2 separate regions of the Sus scrofa genome follow, and region 1 is linked to region 2. A link is a contact called in public HiChIP or PLAC-seq data. All regions are on one chromosome and are shown on one strand. The core of a region is the stretch at or near the end of the contact, and the rest is flanking DNA. Distances in the headings are between cores, read along the strand shown. Region 1 holds the start of ZC2HC1C (zinc finger C2HC domain-containing protein 1C). Region 2 holds the start of PGF (placenta growth factor).

Region 1 (2,700 bases), core at 180-2,679, 100 kb before region 2:
GAGAGACATTCTGGTCCCCATCAGTGCCAGCCTCACCTGTACTACGGGACTTCCGGTGAAACACAGGTTTCAGTGGGTATGCTCGGTCCACCCCAACTCGCTTCTTTGTAAAGGGGATGAATTCCTGGATATTTGCTTTGGGATACTGGGATTGAGGGCCTGATGAGTAAAACAAACCTTTTCTCGAATCTTGCTGGCTTATTTCAGCACAGTGGGGATAGGAGCAGCTCCAGGCTTTCATGCTGGTGTTCCATTTGGGGTGAGTGTAGAGCTTATCTAGTGTCAGCTCTTTGTTGCTCAAAAGCTCCTGCTGGAAATTATTCCTCAGGTGCCCCATAGAAGACCGCTGGGAAGAGTCACCTTTTTCATAGGGATCTTGCTTAACTGAATGGAGCTCTGGAGCTTCCCTTTTATTATATGGGAACATAATGCCCACAGGCAGAGTCAGTGCCAACTGGAGGCCAGCCATTCAGGGCTTGGACAGAAGCCTAGGGGAGATTTAAACCAGACATATGTGAGGAGTTTGTCTGAGGTTCATCTCAGCTGTGAAAGTAAACTATTTCTACACTTGTCTTACCCACAGTTTCCCTTAGACTTTTTAGGGACAGTGCTGCTAGGTCTAGCATTTGATAAGCGCTTATTATGTCCTATGGGTGCTTATTAGGTCCTAAGGATAGAAAAAGGGAATGTGATACAGGTGTTCCTGCCACCTAGCTTTCCTTTATATATATCATACATAGTGATGCTCCTGCTTACACAGTATACTCCGTAGCAGGCGGAATGAGCTATTGGGCTGAAAGTCAGTTTTCAGTCAGGACAAGCAGCATCCCCTCGCCGGCTCCAGTTTCTTCACCAGTAAACTGAGGGGTTCACTTAAGAGTTAGATGGCTGGAACTTAGGGACCTTAGGACTCCAAGTCCCGCTCCACCATTTTACAGGTAGAAAACTTCAGCCTGTTGGTAAGCAACTGGCACAAACTGCTCTCAGGACTTCCCGCCTGCTGGAACCGTGCTGGACCCCAAAGTGCAGAGAGCCGGCTCAAGGCCTGCAGCAAGTGCCTGGCTGGCAAACCCTCTCGCAAGGTGTCCTCGCAGCGCAGATGGCGGAAGGTCGGTAACCTGAGAGGCGGAGAACACCTGATCTGGCGGGGTTCATATCCGGAACGCATAAGTCCTGTTCTGTCCTGGAGGGTCAGCCGGGTAGCCCCACTGGAAACTCTGCTTTAGGGACAAGTGCTCGCTCTTCAGTCTCTCGGGCCCTTGGGAGGTCGAGGTGCTGACCCCATATCTTCCCGCCCTTCCGCGTACCTGTTCTAGCAGACGGCTCCTGCTCAGGGGAAACCCCAGAATTTAGTTTTCCAGACCACACACCACCCTCCCAACCGCCCGCCGCCGTGCAGGCGCTGTTGGCGGGCCTCTGTTATTCCTGTTGCCTGGAGACCGAAGCGCATGCGCACCCAGTCCCGCCACGCCCCGAATTCCACCGGAGAAGCGTGCGCAGCCGCAGTCCGCACACCCGGGAGTCGCCCGGTCGCGGGCGCGGTCAACACGAGTGTCATTTGACCCGGTGTCCCACCAACTCTGCAGCTCCGTCCAGCCCTGCCCTTAGGGAACGGGAGAAGAGGGTGGGAGAGGCTTTTCTGGGGCTCCATCAAAGGGCTTGTATTTTTTTTTTTTTCTCAGAGCGATGCTTTCAGGTCCTGGGGTGTGTCCTTCTCTGGCAAAAGATGGAGCGCCTTAGATGTGTCCTCAAGACCTGCCGCAGGATTCCGGTGTCCGCCCTCTTAGCCGCCGTGGGCATACTGATAGCTTTTCTTAGCACGCTCGGCTGCTTTGTACGGGCCCCAGGTACGGCTGTATACTGTCCATGGCTTTCCTTGCAAATAGTTTGGAGCTTGCGTCAAATTTTAGCAAATCGGCTAGGTTTTGCTACGCGGTGTCTTTTGCAGTATCTTTCCGGGGACGTTTTCGTAGCCAATCTAATTATTTGGATATAATGTTTTACTCTCACGTGGTAACTCTGATCCTCTCTTCTTGCGGCCAAAGAGTGACTCAACCAAGTGTAATGATAATAAAGTTAACTACCAGATCCAAAATACTCAATATAACCTGGTTTCAACACTAAAGATGCTCTGTAACTTGTTAACATCAGAAGAAGGTTTGTTTGTCTTTATGCTTCAATTCATTTGTGTAAGCTACTTGGAACAAGCAGCTTACTTTTTTCCCTGTAACTGCTTAAAAGATTCATGCCCATGGAGAACAATACGGACAGCAGTGGTCGGTGTTAATACTTTAATATGTCATATTACAGTTTTTACATGTTACGAAGAAATTCCTTGGTGGCACTCCAAGGGCAGTACTTTTATGCCTTGTTTTCTTTTCTAATTGACTCTCCACTGCCTTCTCTATGTATGCATTTCCAGACATTTCCCACTCTTCTCAAGGCCCTAATTATCTCAGCATGGGGCTTGTCTGTCATCAACTCCCTAAGCTCCCCTCCAGTCTGGCAGAATTTCCCAGGGTGCCTCCCTCCATTTTAACTTCTTTCGCTCCTGTTTCTGAGGAAGAAGAATCTTTTGTCTTTCCATGAAGTCTCTCTCTCTCTTTTGTTTTGTTTTGTTTTGTCTTTTTAGGGCTGCATACGCAGCACATGGCTGTTCCCAGGCTAGGGGTCAAGTCAGAGTTGTAGCTGCTGGCCTCC
Region 2 (2,700 bases), core at 172-2,671:
AGCAGCCCCGCGTGGGTGGGCGGGCAGGCAGCAGACTCAGAGGTCACTGGGGTGAGAGCCGGGGCTGCCCTGGCCTCCGTTTTCCTGGCTGGAATGTGAGCTGTAGGGACTGCCTCTCAGGCCTCCCTCCTCTCCCAGAGCCACCCACCAGCCCCAGGCCCAGGCCAACCCATGACCCGGAATCCTGCCAGGTTCTTGTAGCCAGAAAACTGTGGCGAGGGGGTGGTGATGGGGATGAATGACGCTCCAGGATCATGGAAGGCACACACGAATACACGGAGAGATGTGCAGGCACACACAGAAGCCGGCTGAGCTACTCACACACAAAGACACACACAAAGGCACAGGCAGGCATACAAACTCACCGGCCCACCGAAATGCACATTCAGACACACTTCCAAACACAGCAGAAAAAAGCGGACACATACATATGTAATCACACAGGCATACAGAGATACCAAGACCCTCACACAGGCGACATTTGCACACACAGCAGAGGCACACAGACACTCAGACAACACAGAGGCGGACAGCACGCATGGATCGCCACGGCTACACATCAATGCCCTCACACATGCACAGAGACGCGCGTTCGCGCACCCAGACCCCTGTCGGCAGACCCCGCAGCCTTGGAGCACTTCCTCCTCCTCCTGGGACCAGGAGGAAATGCTGCTCTAGGCCACACTCCAACCCACATGTGGCAGGCTTGCAGGCAGGGCCTGGGAAACTGGCTTCCCACAAGAGGAAATGGTGCCGAAGCCTCCGCCAGGTGCCCGCAGCTGGGCTGCGGGCGGTCCAAGTGCACGGCTAGGAGGATGGTGGATGGGCTGAAGAGACAGCCACATGCCTTGGGTTTTGTCTCCATTAGTCACACACACGTGCGCACACACACACACACACTTTTCAAGAGTACACATAAATGTGCACCAGGCAGAGGCCCTCTCAGAACGTCAGTTTCTTCATCTGTAAAATAGGGTTTCTAATTCTTTCGCCCTTGAGGATTATGGGGATGGCATAAGGTGGCACGGGAAGGGCCAGACCAAATCGCTGCTGCCCTGGGGAGGCTGGGTCTGCAGTCTCCGCAGAATCCGCTAACGTCAGGAGCCCTGTTGGCAGGCGTGGGCTCCACACCTGGCTGCCCCCCATGCAAGGTGGCCGGCCTGGAAGCGCGGGAGCGGAGCCGCGGAGCCCTCTCCGCGGCCCGCACTGGGTGCTGCCCGGGTCAGCCGGCGCCCCGGGCAGCAGGCTCCGGCAGCCAGGAGGTCCGCGTCGGGAGCGCCCCTTCCACGCACTGCGGGCCGGCCGCGCTCAGGTTCTCCCCGCCCGGCGGCAGCCCGCAGGCTCCGCTCGGCGCTCCGTTCGGCGGCTCCCAGGGACTTGGGTCTGGGCGGTGGGCGGGGCGGGCCTGCAGCCCCGCCCCATTCGCGGCCCCTGAAACCCAGCCGCCGACAAGCTTCAGTCCCAGAAGGGAGCTGCTGTCTGAGGAGGAAACTGCATCTTCGCGGGCCAGCTACGAGAGGATCTGGGGTCGCGCTGGGCGCCCGACGGACCCTCCCCAGGGACTCGCCTGCCCCACACCGCCCGGCCTTGCCCGGCGCTCCGCGTCAGGTTCCCCAGCCGCAGCCTTACCTACGGGCTCCAGAATCCTCAGGGCTTCCAGAGGATGCTCAGCCCACCGACGGGGACCTCGGGGCAGCAGTGAGGGGGCACCCAGCCCCCCATTCAGCTCCTGTCCTCTTGGGCCGGGGGCCTCCCCGGGGGGAAGAGCATGGTGGTTTTCCCTTGGAGCCCCCTGGCTTGGTACGTCTGAGCAGATGCCTGCCATGAGGCTCTTCACTTGCTTCCTGCAGCTTCTGGCTGGGCTGGCACTGCCGGCTGTGCCCCCCCAGGTAAGACCCCCATCCCCAGCCTGGCTTCCCTGATCTTCCCACTCCCAGTACTGGGAACAGGGGACTCTGAAATCGCAGACCCTCTCCCGGGAGCGGCACCTCCAGGGATGTCCATACCCTTCCTAGGAGCCAGGCTGGACCGTGTCCCCTGGGAAGAGACCTCAGGCTGCGCTGTCTCAGACTCCAGCTTTGGGGTCTGTCTTGGCGGGGGCAGGGAAGCCACAGGGAAGGGAGGGAGGTTTCCTGTCTGGCCCCTGGAGCCCTGGTGGCTTTGCTAAAAGCATCTCTCCACTAATCCCAGGCGGGTCCCTGGCCTTGTGGTCAGGGTCGAGGCCCCATGACCAGGCAGGCGCCCCCAGGACCTCTGACCTGGCCTGATGGAGAGGAAGCTGACTGAAGAGGCCAGTGGTGGGAAAGCTGGGCCCTGCCCCACCAGGGCTCTGGGTTGAGCCCAGGACTCCTGGGTGGGCTGGGGGCGAGACAAGGGTCCCACTGTGCCCTCTTTCCCGGGTGGGCAGCCGGAGGTCCTGAGTGCAGGGCCTGGGGAAGTGAGCAGGGCCCTTTTCCCAGGAGCTGGGTGAGTCTGGCCATGAGCCAGCTTGGGCAGTGAAATCCTGACAAAGCCAATGAGCTCCCTTCCCACTGTGATGTCCTGCTGCCCTGGGAGTCCCCAGCCCCAGCCCAGAAGTGGGTGGGCCGGGCTGTCCCTCGGGGGCGGAAGAGCCCTACCACCGCCTCCCGCCTGCCTGCTGCAGGGCTGGTCAGAGGTGTAACTTTACCGGCACACTGGCTCATGGCGCCACCGGCTCCA

Evidence for each region. HiChIP or PLAC-seq counts read pairs in DNA pulled down with a chosen protein or histone mark.
Region 1: an H3K27ac HiChIP or PLAC-seq map of skeletal muscle shows a contact between it and region 2. The contact joins the promoter of ZC2HC1C here to the promoter of PGF in region 2. A contact is called at or near these places in 3 of 5 promoter capture datasets (fetal liver, fetal skeletal muscle and liver), 17 of 47 Hi-C or Micro-C datasets (adipose tissue, embryonic fibroblasts, epiblast stem cells and 9 more) and 2 of 2 datasets of contacts at active chromatin or transcription factors (alveolar macrophages and skeletal muscle).

What each region holds. Positions count from the first base shown.
Region 1 is chr7:98,263,981-98,266,680 of Sscrofa11.1, reverse strand. ZC2HC1C (zinc finger C2HC domain-containing protein 1C) reads right to left here and starts at 1,429. Exons shown (of 2, transcript XM_021099532.1): 1 at 1-1,429. The coding sequence starts at 469. It overlaps ACYP1 (acylphosphatase 1), which reads left to right and starts at 1,528. Exons shown (of 3, transcript NM_001190198.1): 1 at 1,528-1,847. The coding sequence starts at 1,727.
Region 2 is chr7:98,161,505-98,164,204 of Sscrofa11.1, reverse strand. PGF (placenta growth factor) reads left to right here and starts at 1,421. Exons shown (of 6, transcript XM_003356751.4): 1 at 1,421-1,889. The coding sequence starts at 1,815.